2 separate regions of the Bactrocera dorsalis genome follow, and region 1 is linked to region 2. The links are chromatin contacts, called in public Hi-C maps. All regions are on one chromosome and are shown on one strand. The core of a region is the stretch at or near the end of the contact, and the rest is flanking DNA. Distances in the headings are between cores, read along the strand shown.

Region 1 (6,286 bases), core at 814-3,313, 120 kb before region 2:
ATTCAACGACCGATCAAAGAGTGAAATAGGAATATGAGCGGGCTTCTTCTGTAGAAATCTATACGTAGAAGGTAGCTTTAAACTATACTACCTACAATTCAGTCTTTAAGGCGGAAACTGTTGGTTTTGAAGACTGTAAACAAAGGCTCCATGTGGGCTCCTGCTCTAACCAGAAAGTTTATAAACCATCTATTGAATAGCCAAGCGACAATTAGTGCGATCCGAAGCGCCAATACTAATACTTGATGTGTTACGCATGCAGACAATAAGTGGGCTCAAAGTAGATTACTCAGTTAATATCATCTGAGTACGCAGCCATACAAAGTACGACCCAGTCTTATAAGGTATGACTTTAAAATTCCACATAAGAAAAATTTTCGCTTTAACCACCAAGTCTTGTGGAGTTCCGATCTGTAATTAAACCGATCCGCTCCACCAAGGCGAAGTTTCACTGCTTAATGTTGTGCAAAGAGGCAACACGAATGTTGGAACAGTCTGTTGGTGTCGCGAAACCAGTTTCCTTAAATGCCTAAGACCGTTTTGCCTCATTCCTTCCAAATTTGCTGAAAAAACGGAACACTTAAGTTCTGTAAACACCAACTTGGCGCGGTTTACAATGAAGGGTTAGACAATTTCTTCAGCAGATGTCCAGTGTTTTGTTAGTTGAAACAGTATATATCTTCAACAGCTTTCAATACTTAGTTGGGACTCACTTGGGAACACAATGAACTTAATGATTGCTCTAGAGCTATATACGTTTTGCAGACGTTGGGTCTTTCGATCTACCCTATCAACCAACCAATCAAGCAATTTGGACGACTTTCATATTTAGGAAACCTAGATCTTCTTTCAGTAAAGAAGAGGAAGAAGGTGTGAGAATTTCCAATAGTATAAAACCTTGTTATTCTTGTTGGTTCACAAATCTTATATACGAAGGGTTGGCGTGATATTTGGACGAAAAGCAAACTTCTATGGAAATTTCGTGGTATTTAATGCTGGAGATATGGACTTTACCGCAGACACTACCAAATTAAGCTCTCGACTTGCCTAGATACAAAAATGTGTCTCGTTGAAAAAAATTAGTTTTCGACGAAAGTTTACTCTAACAAACTTTGTTTTTAAGAAGTTTAAGAAATAGACTTTGAAATTCTCGGTCAGATCCGATCAGAGCAAAAAACGAAGACACTGTGCACTGTGCCCACCGCACTGTCACTCGTCGATTGCAGACAGTTCTTCAGCGCGCAATGCTTTTGATTTTTAGAGAAGCTGAAAAGCGAACAAAAAAAAAAACAATCAACAACAACAAAGTAAAAAATGCTCAAAAGCACCGGTTCGCTAGTTCATGAGAGAATTGGTGCGACTCGGTGTGCCGCCACGCGATGGAAGGTGGTGCAGTGCACCGCCACAGGAGAGCCAAACAACACAAAAACTCCTGAGCACCGCACATACATAGATATTTATGGCTGTATGTGTGTGTGTATGTGTGTAAGTGTCTAACAAATGGGCAGACAGAGCAGTGTGTGTTTGGTTTTGTTGTGCCGCATTGGAGCGCGTCAATGGAGTCGACGTCGCCGTCGTTGTCGTTGTCGTCGTCGTCAGCGATCGGCCAGTAAACAGTAAACACAAACAACGAATGAATGTACGCTTTTTGCCAACAATACAAAGTGAATGCTGCGGACGCGGCGCGGACGTACGGCTGCTCGCGTTTACTGGATTCAGTAGAATCGATCTTGTCGAGACGAGCAAATGTAACGAGCGGATATTAGCACTAACCAAACTGCCTAGGCATAGTGCATAGTGTGAATAGTGAATGTTTGAGGTGAAGCAATGAACTGACAAAACCCTTTCCAATTATTTGGGGTTGTCTTTGATTTCGATTAATGTGTGACTGGCGCATAAATAGCGATTTAAATTACAAAAGTGAGAAATTACGAATAAATTCAATTAAAGGGTATAGAATAAAGTGAGCTTACAAGTTAAGATATAAGAAAAGTGTCTAAAGTGAATCGCCAGTGTTATTTGTAAACAAAAGAAGAGCGCTCGTGCAGTCTTCCGTGTTCGGGCGCCGCATGTGGTGCGACATTTTCGCACTTGTAGACATTTGTGTGACTCGTGTGTGACAGACGAGCGACTCTTTTCTTGGTCGCTGTCTTCGTGCGTGTTTATCTTTTTTCACCTGTGCTGACTGTTTTGTGGTGTGGTTTTCTTACCTTTTTGTTTATTCAATGATGAGTTTTCCGTTTACGAGACGAAATATAGTTGTCTGTGTGGGTTCATACATATAAACTGCGAGTTGGTGTCTAGCGGAGAGTGCGTCGCAGGTGTGCAGGGTGGTAAATATTTCGCAGAAGACACATGTTTGTTGTGGTAGGCAATATTTTGCGATCTGTTTAGAATGGAATGCGTCAGTACGAATTCCTTTGATGCACGTAGAAATAATATTTTTTTCCGAGAATCTTTTCCCTCGTTTGTTGTGCAAATAAACAATAAATTTGCAATTTAGATAAATATAAAAATAAAAAATAAACAAAATTTGGAAAAAAATTATGTAATTATTTTATGGTACTAAATTTGGCTTTCGGTCAAGGCCATGTAATTAAAATACACACACAAATATTTTTTAATGTTTTCTCAAACTAAAAATTTTTATGTTTATACCCTCAACATGGTATGTACATATATTAAGTTTGTCAAGATATTCGTAACACCCAAAAGAAAACGGAGATCCTACAAAACCCTTGATTTTCACGCAAAATTTAAATTAAAGAGTCTTTCCATTTTTTGCCCATATCAATCATCAGCCATATTTATCATACGCAAACTAGTCTATATTTTTGAGATATCGCTCTGAAATTTTGTATATGTGCTTTTTTCACCAAAGAAATGGCAATTTGTCAGAACCGCCCACATCGGACAACTATATCATATAGCTGTCATACAAACTGAACGGTCCACATCAAGTTCCTGTAGGGAAAACATTTTCATTTTATGAGATATCTGCATGAAATTTTGCAGAGATTAAAGTCCAAGGCCTCGCTACATTCTCTGAAGAAATTACTCAGATCGAACCCCTATAGCATATTGCTGTCGTACAAACTGAACGATCCACATCAAGTTCCTGTAGGAAAAACTTTTTCATTTTAGGAGATATCTGCATGAAATTTTGCAGATACTTCAATCCAAAGCATCGCTATAATCTCCGAAAAATTTGCACAAATCGAACTACTAAATCATATAGCTGTCATACAAACTGAGCGATCTAACTTAAGTCCTTATATGGGAAACTCTTTCATATGACGAGATATTTGTATGAAATTTGGCACAAATTATAACCGTAAGTCTCCCTACAATAACTGAAAAAATTTCTCAGTTCGAACCACTATAGCATATAGTTGTCATACAAATTGACCGATTCAGTATAAGTCTTTGTATGGAAAACTTTTGTACTTGACAAGCTATCTACATGAAATTTGTCAAAGATTATAATCAAAAGCAACGCTACAAACTCCGAAAATATTGTTCAAATCTAACTACTATAGCATATAACTGCCATGTAAACTGAGCGATCCAACTCAAGTCTTGTATGGAAAACTTTTTTACTTTACAAATTTTGTTCACAAAATTTAACCTTTATGCTTTAAAAATATGCTTTAAAAAATATATCAGTGCAGGGTATTATAGTTTCGTTGCAACCAAAGTTAATATTTTTTCTTGTTTTATTTCACTTTCATTTCCATATACACTTTTGTTGTTGCACTAATTATTCCGCAATACAATTTCCTCTGCTTTATCAGCAGTGTGTTATTGAAAAATTGATAATGGAATGCGCAAAACGTAAAATTGACACAGTGCTCGACACAAAAACAGAATTTTTAATTGTAAAAGTTCGTTTGCATGAAAGCACTGGGCCATGTTACCACAGAGACAAGCCGACTGATAAGTAATGAAGAGAGGACAAAGCGAAAATTTGAAATGTAAAACAAAATTAAAATTTTACGACAAAAAATACAATATATACAATATATAAACATACCTAATGTATATATGTATGTACTTTGTATACACAGAATATATGTGATGGAAATATGGCATACAAAAATATAACAATTATTGATATGCATAATAAAATTATGAAATACTATGTGGGTCTACTTTCAAAATACACATCCGTACTTGAAGCATTTTGTTCTGTCAAATTGCGACAACTCAAATAATCAATTTTTCCTACATATCTAAACAAATTAGGTTACCTAACCGATCTCCGCGATAGGAATAACGGGTAAGGCACTAGCTCAGTTAACATGTTGATAATTCAGTGTATCCAAAACTTTCCAATATGGATCTAAATCTCCTTAATCCTCAGAAAACTCCTATCTTGGTATAAAAAATCTGTCAATAAGGCTGATTTCGACTTCAGGCAACACAACCTTACTTAAGCGAAAACTTTAGTGTTGAGTTGTTTAGTCGAAGAGACCGAAACCCATGTCGTCGTCATTCTTGGACTTCGACTCCTCTTTTTTGGCTTCTTCCTTCTTTTCGGCAGCAGCGCCAGCACCATCAGCTGATGAACTTCTTTATGGTCGCAGCTTCCTTGAAGTCCACCTCGGTGACAGCAGCAGTAGTCAACACATTCTTGAAACCATTGGCAACACTATGTGGTGGCGAAGCAATAGTTGGATAACCAATCTGTAACGATACGGCGGCCGAATTGGCAACACCAGTTTGGAATTTCCCACACAGATCTTCGGGCTTGATGTCCAAGATCTCAACCAGAGTCGTACACTTGCGTTATGGCCAAACCATACGAGAGAAGGTGACGCAATGTTTCTACTTTGCCTTTTTCTAGATTATTTTGAGAATTGACGATCATAAGTCATACATATGTATATATGTGTTTATTGGATAACATACTTTGAGAACTCTACAACTCGGTTAAGTTGAACTTACTGAATGCCAATAGTTCAATGGATCTTTTCGGACAAATATAATCGTTGTTCTGATCGGGCAGAATGCATGATGCAACATGATTCGTGTATCTATGTATACTATATGGTTTTTATGAAGTTCCAAATATTCTTTCTATACCAACTATACATTTTGCCTCCCTAGTTAACAAAATACCGAAGTTCTCTTTTTGAAACGGTCAATTCTTCGAGATTTGATGGTAATTTCTAATGGATTCTAGTTTATATTCACTCAAATACGTTCCTCGAAGCGCATTCTTTAGTTTCGAAAACAGAAACAAGTCACAGGGAGCCAAATCTGGCAATTATGGTGGCTGAGCGATGATTCTCATTTCATGTTTGACCAAAAAATTAGATACAACTTTGCTAGAATTTGACGGCGCAGTCAAGTATTTCGCCTCGAGTCTATTGTAGACACGCTTCATACCCAAAACATTAACCGAAATGTGTTGAGTTTATACCTAATATATGGTGAGATCCTCTGATATCTCTCTGGTGTCAACACGACGATTTTCAAGTACTGTTTCTTTAACTTTTTCGATGTTATTCATTAATAGATGTGGATAGGCGACTTCCAAGGAGCAAGTTTTCGTCAATAACTTCACGACCTTCACCGAATGCTTTATGCCACCCAAATGCTTGTATTCCTAATCAAATCGACTCCCCCAAAACACTTTTGAACCAGTCCGGGTGAAATTTGATCTTGAGTACAATAGTGGACACAACAAAAATTAACAACATATGCAGCATAAAGTTAGAGATTTCATTAAAAACAAACTAACGAAATAAAAAAATATCAAAAAAAAAAATATTTAAAAAAATTTTTAAAGCACTCTTCAGCCTTGTTATCGATGTTGGCAAGTAGAAAGAATCATATGTACCAACAGTAAAGAATTTTACCTTTTTATGACGTATTTTGTACTAAAATGAGCGTTTTATGATTACATATATTATACTATGTATGTAAATATGTAAATACATATGTATATATTTGCATGCTTTTTAAAAATTATTTTGTTTTCCCTATAGTTGCAGCTAAATGGGGGGTGTTACCGGCTATGCCGATCATTCAAAACAATCACGCGAACCTTCAGCTTCATTTGCTTATTTCTCTTTCTTTCACACATTTTCTGCCGCCGAGCATTAGCCTCTGGTTTTTAAACTTCACTTTAAGCAAATTAAATTAACAAAATTACAAACAATTTGCACAGTCTTCCTTTTGTGCTATTTTTCTTCGGTGGTACAAACTTGCACACATTTGCTCATTATAAGTATTCGCTTCGTTGCTGTAGACACACACACGCACACATGCAAGTAAATGT
Region 2 (6,573 bases), core at 2,806-5,305:
TTATGTGGTTATAGCTGAGTTAACAAAAGCGTACCAGTCGCTTCACTTTTAAGCTATTAAGCGCCAATTCGAGATACCAAGTGCAGCCAGCTCCTTCTCCACCTGATCTCTCCAACGGAGGTGAGGTCTTCCTCTTCCGAAAACCTTCAAAGCTGGAGTGTTCTCTTCCATTTAGAAAACATGACCTAGCCAGCACAACCGCTGTCTCTTGATTCGCTGAACTACATACATACATATGTCAATGTCGTCGTATATCTCGTACAGCTCATCGTTCCATCGACTGCGGTACTCGGCGTTGCCCATGCGCAAAGACCTTAGATCTTCCGCAGAACCTTTCTCTCGAAAACTCTTAAAGCCGACTCAACAGATTTCAACGTCCATGCCTCTGCACCATAAAGCAGAATGGGAATGATGAGAGACTTGTAGAGGTTGGTCTTTGTTCCTCGAGAAAGGACTTTACTTCTCATTTGCCTACTCTGTCCGAAGTAGCACCTGTTGGCAAGAGTTATTCCGTATTGGAATTCGAGTCTGACATTGTTGTTGGTGCTAATACTGGTTCCAAGATAGACGAAATTATATACGACTTCGCAGTTATGACTGTCAACAGTGACAAGGAAACCAAGAGATCGCCTTTCGCTCGTTCACAACCAAACCTGTACGCTTCGCTTCTTTGTCCAATAATATTGATATCATCGGCGTACGCCAGCAGTGATTGTACCTTCTCTCTTCAGCGCTGCAGCTCGAATTATTTTCTCCAGCAATAGTTTAAAGAAGTCGCATGAAAGGGAGTCATCTTGTCTGAAACTTCGTTTGGTATCAAACAGCTCGGAGCAGTTCTTGCCGATCCTAACGGAGCTTTTGGTATACTTCAACGTCAGTTTACACAACCGTATTAGTTTAGCGGGAGATTCGACTAACTATTCAATATAAGAGTATGAGACCAACCTTCATTTCAACTCAGATATTCCTCGATATGCTTTATGCATTACCAATTCTGATTGCTAACCGTCAATGCGTCAGTCACGTTGACTTGCTTATGTACTTTTTTAATTCATACATATATAAATATGTATATATAAATATGTATATTCTTTTAATTAGAGTAAACTATTTTATTTCAATTTGCCACTGCCTTCTTTTCGCACATCAGTTTCGCTTTCCGTCATTTCACTTATTCGCCATTCTGCTGTCTTCCAAGTGCATGCAAATTGTTGCTGCCAAATGTGTAAACATTAAATGTGTTTGTGTATATATATATGTGTGTGTGCTTGTCTCTTGCATGATGTTTTTTGCAAGAACAGAGCAACAAATACAGCAAGTCCCCAGCATTGCAATCAGCAGCTGCACATTCCAAAGTGCATTTTCGAATTTTCGAACATACAATACCGTTGCGCTCTTTTCGCTCTTGAGCGCACGCTCTCTTAACTTCGAATATTCGTAGTTGTGTACGAATTGGTTTGCTCTTTCTGGTATAACAGTTAGCTGGCATAAACATCTGTCCGGTGACGCCTTCACTTTTGTATGTAAATATGTATTGCCAACATATGGTGGTAATTTAGTTGTTGCTTCTTTGTTGTTGTGTTTAGAATTTGTTCATAAATGTAAATGTGTTTGCTGTTGGAGGGTACAGAGCTAGGGCTGCGCATAAGAAAAAGCCTTTGTGATCAGTCAAACTCAGTAGTTACTACTACTGTGCAGTCAAATCCCTTTGAACTCCTTGAAATCCTTGAAATCAAGTAAGCCAAAGTTTTGCTGATAATTAAATGGCTTTTAAACAAGGTTTGTTACAGATTCATAACTTGGTTTTGTTTAAGAAAGGAAGCTTTTTTTTTGTGAATTTGATCAATTCTTGTGTAGGTCTCGTTATTCCAATATTTTCATTAGAGGCATGTGCTTAAAGACTTGTCAGGCCTATACATAGTACATCAATTATAGAACCTTGTGGATGAACAGAAGTCGAATTTAGTCGAATCTCCCGCAAAACTAATATCTGCGACTGTGTAAATTGTCTTTGAGCAATCCCAAAAGCTCCATCGGTAGTTATCATTAGTTTAAATACATAACTTTAACTTTGGGCTGGCGCAAACTACGATATGATCCGTTTCGATGCTCCCTACTTTTTTTAAGACAGAACATTGACAGAACATTCTTTGACATTTATTTTATGAAGATTATTTCTTTCAAATGTTGACCGCAGTTACGTCGCGGATGGTTCATCCGTTGAGTCCAATTTTCGATGACTTGTTGAAACCAACTGTCGTCGAGATCATGAGCTTCAATGTCATTCAGCAAGTAATCATTTATCATGGCGCGATAACGGCGGCCATTGACAGTTCCGTTCTTTTCTCAATTTTTAAGAAATATGGACCGGTGATTCCCCCGGCCTAGAAACCACACCAAAACGTTGATTTTTCTGGATGAAATGGCAGCTCTTAATTCTTTTCAGGTTGCTCCAAAAATGCTGCAATGTTTTTTCGGGATGCCGGAGTATCAAAACGCTTTAGCTCTTCCACCAGACCTTTTCAAAGGATTAGCGGTCCTCCTCTGCTTCCACCGGCAGGTACTGAATCCAAAACCTCCAAAGCTAAGATTTGCAGAGTGTGGTATTTGTTCGTCCGGAGAGGACTTTACTTTTCATTTGGCTACTCAGTCCAAAGTAGCACCTGTTGGCAAGAGTGATAGTGATGGTGGTTTTCAATTTTATCTGCTTTTTTTGCAATGTTCGGCAAAAATCTGCCGCTGATGTCTCTCCGAAGGCAACGATGACTTGGATGGACTAGTAACAGTATGCCCCTGTTACAGTTGGGTTATATCTAGCTTAACTCAGATTTTTATGTTGGGTGTTCGTTGCACTTCAATAGCAGAGCATTCAAATAAGAAGTTTTACTATCTTTGGGTTCCAAAAAGGGTGGCTAAGGTGTCATGCGACCTGCGAAGATCAGCTTGATCACTTACCATTCTAAAGTAGCACCTGTTAACAAGAGTGATTCTGCGTTGGATTTCAAGGCTCTCTCATAATTGGTTGAATATATTTTTAAATGAAGGTCCAGTTACAGAACTTTTCAGAGAATATTCTATGTTATTATAGAAACTCAAGAATTATATGGATTTAGTTCAACTAAAAAGTACTCCACCTTTAGGGCTTTCGATCAACAGGTCTTTCGAAAAAAAATTACTTACTCTCAAGAGGCTCTTTGCAGAATCAGTGGAACTATTTTCCCTATAGTAAAGTAAAAAAGGTCAAAATATAAATCACATTAGATTAGGCCAGTAAGGTGTTTCGTTACTTGAGGAGATATGATAATGAAAATCAAATATTTTTTGAGTTACTTCTAACCTCAGAAGGCACAAAAAGGGCACTAAAAAATTCTTTACTAGAAACTATAGTTTGCCCAATGATCTGTGATTGAAAAATTCACAAAATAGCTTTTTTAAAAAAGATTGAATTTTTTCAAAATGGCAAAATTCAATTTTTAATGAGAAAAAATCGGAAAAAGTTGTATTGTCTTAGAATCATTTGTCTCCGAGTAACTGGAAAAATGTAGTTTTCAGAAAAGCATGTTTAAAGAAAAACTGATCTAGAGCTCTCTCTATATCTACATATATACTACATTTCAGAAGACTTTAACTCAAAAACACTTTGAACCATCGATTTTAAGTTTTAGTATATTAATTTAAAGGTATAAAATCAATTTTAATTTTTTTTTTTGAAATGACACAATATGTGTTCCCTTCTAAGTTATTCTCTCCATTCTAATAACATTATATTGGTGTTATTGTTGTATTACATAACTATGATATATTTTAAAAATTTCGTACTATTATTATTTACTTTTACTTATAAGACCTTTTCTCTTCACCGCCACTGTATAAAACTTAAGAGCGCACATTTGACTCTACTTAAAAAGTAAGAGCAGCAAATAATTCATATCTAACCAACAACAAAACTGCAATTTCGAAATTCGAACTTGAAAAGCATCAAAGAGCGCGCGGCAAACAAACGAGGAGAGAACCCACCACCAGCGCCGACACAACAGCAACGCAAAGCAACAGTGGAAACACAAAGCGAAATAGCCGAACAATCGAACAGTTTGAAGACATCAACTTCCCCAATAAGATGTTATAACGCGGATAAATGAAAACGTGTCGCAGTGCCAAGTAAATTGAAGAAGTTACCAAAAATTATTGAAAATTCCAAATTAAAAGAAAATAAAAATTCGAAAATATATTAAAGCAACTACTTAAACGCGCGGAAGTGAAAAATAAGTGAAACGAAGATTTAGTGAAGAATGCAAATAAAATTCGGCAAAATTGAAGAAACTACTTAAACTTGCAGTTAATTTGCAAAAATAAAAATAAAAGCACATTAGCGCAGTGAATAAAGCAAAAACAACAACCACAGTAGTGCAGTGCAGTGTTGTTGTGGAATTGTAAATTAGAAAAGGCAGTAAAGAAAAAGCGAGTGAGCACAAAGAATACTGCTTTGCTGATTGTCAGCCTGTTGCACATTGAATGCACACACGCATACATACATACATATATGTATATAGTTATATAGCAGTAGGCACTTAGCTATTTGCTTACCTAGAGTACAGTGGCGTGTTGCGAATCAGCAAAAGAGGAAGTGAAAAGTTGGAAAATAATTGTTTATGCTGTGAAAATAAAATAGTTTTTTTATGTGGAAAGTGTTGTTGTGCTAGAAGCAGCATAAAAATAGAAATAACAGCACAAAGTGAGTGGCTAAATATAAAAGCAAAAGAAGGTACACAAATACATACCGACATACATATCAAAGAACATACATATGTACATATGTATATATGTATGTAAGTGTTTCTAATTGTGTTTTCGAGTACAGTATTGTGAGTTTTGAAATAATTCTGAATATTAAAAGCGATAAAGCAACAAATGCTTCAATATTTTTGTGAGCAAAGAAGGGTTTCTAGCTGAAATCAAGTAAAAAATAATAGTAATAATTTGAAAAGTTAAACAGTGAACAAAAACAAAAAATAAAAAGAAATTCAAATTCTGTTAAAAATTATTTTTCAATCAAATAAAAAAAAAAAATCAAAAATTATTTTACATTAAAAACGCATGTGAAAACCAAAAGTGAGAATAAGAAAAAATTTAAAAAATTATAAAAGCGCTTATAATGAATTTTTTTCAAAAAAAAAATAGTATGACCTCTGACCTTTCAAGTATTTTGAAAAGTATGTTCTATAATTAAAAAAACGCCCAAAATTCCGAAATTGTGCTAATTACAACAATTACAACAACAAATAGTGCTTGCGCGTCTATTAACACAAAAAGAATAGACACATAATTTTTGAAAAATTCGAAAAAAACACACATCATTAAAATTCTGTCAACTGTGCGCCAACTTCGTTGCAGGAGTCGCCATCAAAGTTGTCCCAACGAAAAATTCCCCAAAACCCAGACGTGCCCAGAAATACTAATTCTCTCAGCGCAACTAACCAGCTGTGGCAGGGCGACGCCGACAAACCGAAAAAGTGAAACAAAAACAAAAAGAAAAAAAATCCAAAGTCAAACTTGTCTGCAACTTTGCGTCTAAATCAACTAAATCAACCGCACAGGCAACTAAAAAGCCATAAGAAGCGAAAAGCGCAAGCAGCCACGAAGAAAATTCTTCAGCCAAATATTCAATACAACAACAACGACGACAAAACTGTCAGAAAGCCGAAAAGGCCAAAAGCGGACAGCGGACACTGGCTGGCAGGGAGGCCACAGGCACACAGCAAGTTCATTGCATTCATTGATGACTTTTTCCTGGAAATAAACCTGCAACCAAGCACAACAACAACAAAAGAAACTAAAAAATTAAAAAAATAAGAGTCGCGAAGGCAAGCCACAAGCATATTGTTGGCGCAGCAAGAATCGTGAATAGCTGTGAAATGCAGTGACCAAATTCAGTGAAGAAGAAGAAGGTGTTTGTATGCTAAACCAAAAGTAGCCCCAAGTATACAACAACGTGTAAAGATTAAATAAAAGTAGTCGAAAAGTGAAGTGCCATAAAATCAAGCAAATAAAAGTAAATAATAATAAATAAAAAAAAATCAAGTTGTGAACCCAAAAGTATTGCGCAAATAGCGCCAGCGCCAAAAAGAAAGCAAAAAACGCGCCATAGAGCACCCGAGCAAACAGATAATTGACCAAAGTGCGAGCGCCAAGTGCAACTACAACAAAAAAACAGCAGCAAGCCGCTTGTGTCAACGCACGACGTCCAGTCAGATTATTGAAAGAAGTGAAAAAAAAGTTTCTGATATAAAAAGGCAACGCTGCCTACTTGCGGCTAAAGGCAAACATTTCGAGTTTTTCGCCGTTTATTTTTGATGGTCACCTCCGCGCCGCCACTTAATGCCAACAGAACAGCGCCCAATGCTTGTTTGATAAATATTAACATTTATTTTTCGTAGGTATGTACCCACAACAACCAAACAAATATACATATATGTATGTATGTGTATCTAGCGCCCTGCTTGTGTACGCACCTTTTTGGCTATTTACACCTTGTACGAGACTTCTAACAGCCGTCTGACAGCTGGTTAGAGCCAT

The links. A called contact is a pair of places that touch in the nucleus more often than the background predicts.
Region 1: a Hi-C map of whole body shows a contact between it and region 2, with 6 times the contacts expected there. The contact joins two enhancer-like sites. A contact is called at or near these places in 2 of 2 Hi-C or Micro-C datasets (both in whole body).

The regions. Positions count from the first base shown.
Region 1 is chr4:37,574,943-37,581,228 of ASM2337382v1, reverse strand. No RefSeq gene overlaps it. Among protein-coding and RNA genes, the nearest start is that of LOC105222216, 7.5 kb to the right of the region's middle. Within about 2 kb of position 2,063, the one cell type or tissue checked has open chromatin away from gene starts, as enhancers often do.
Region 2 is chr4:37,452,498-37,459,070 of ASM2337382v1, reverse strand. All of the region lies in intron 1 of LOC105222216, which reads left to right. Among protein-coding and RNA genes, the nearest start is that of LOC125778367, 90 kb to the left of the region's middle. Within about 2 kb of position 4,055, the one cell type or tissue checked has open chromatin away from gene starts, as enhancers often do.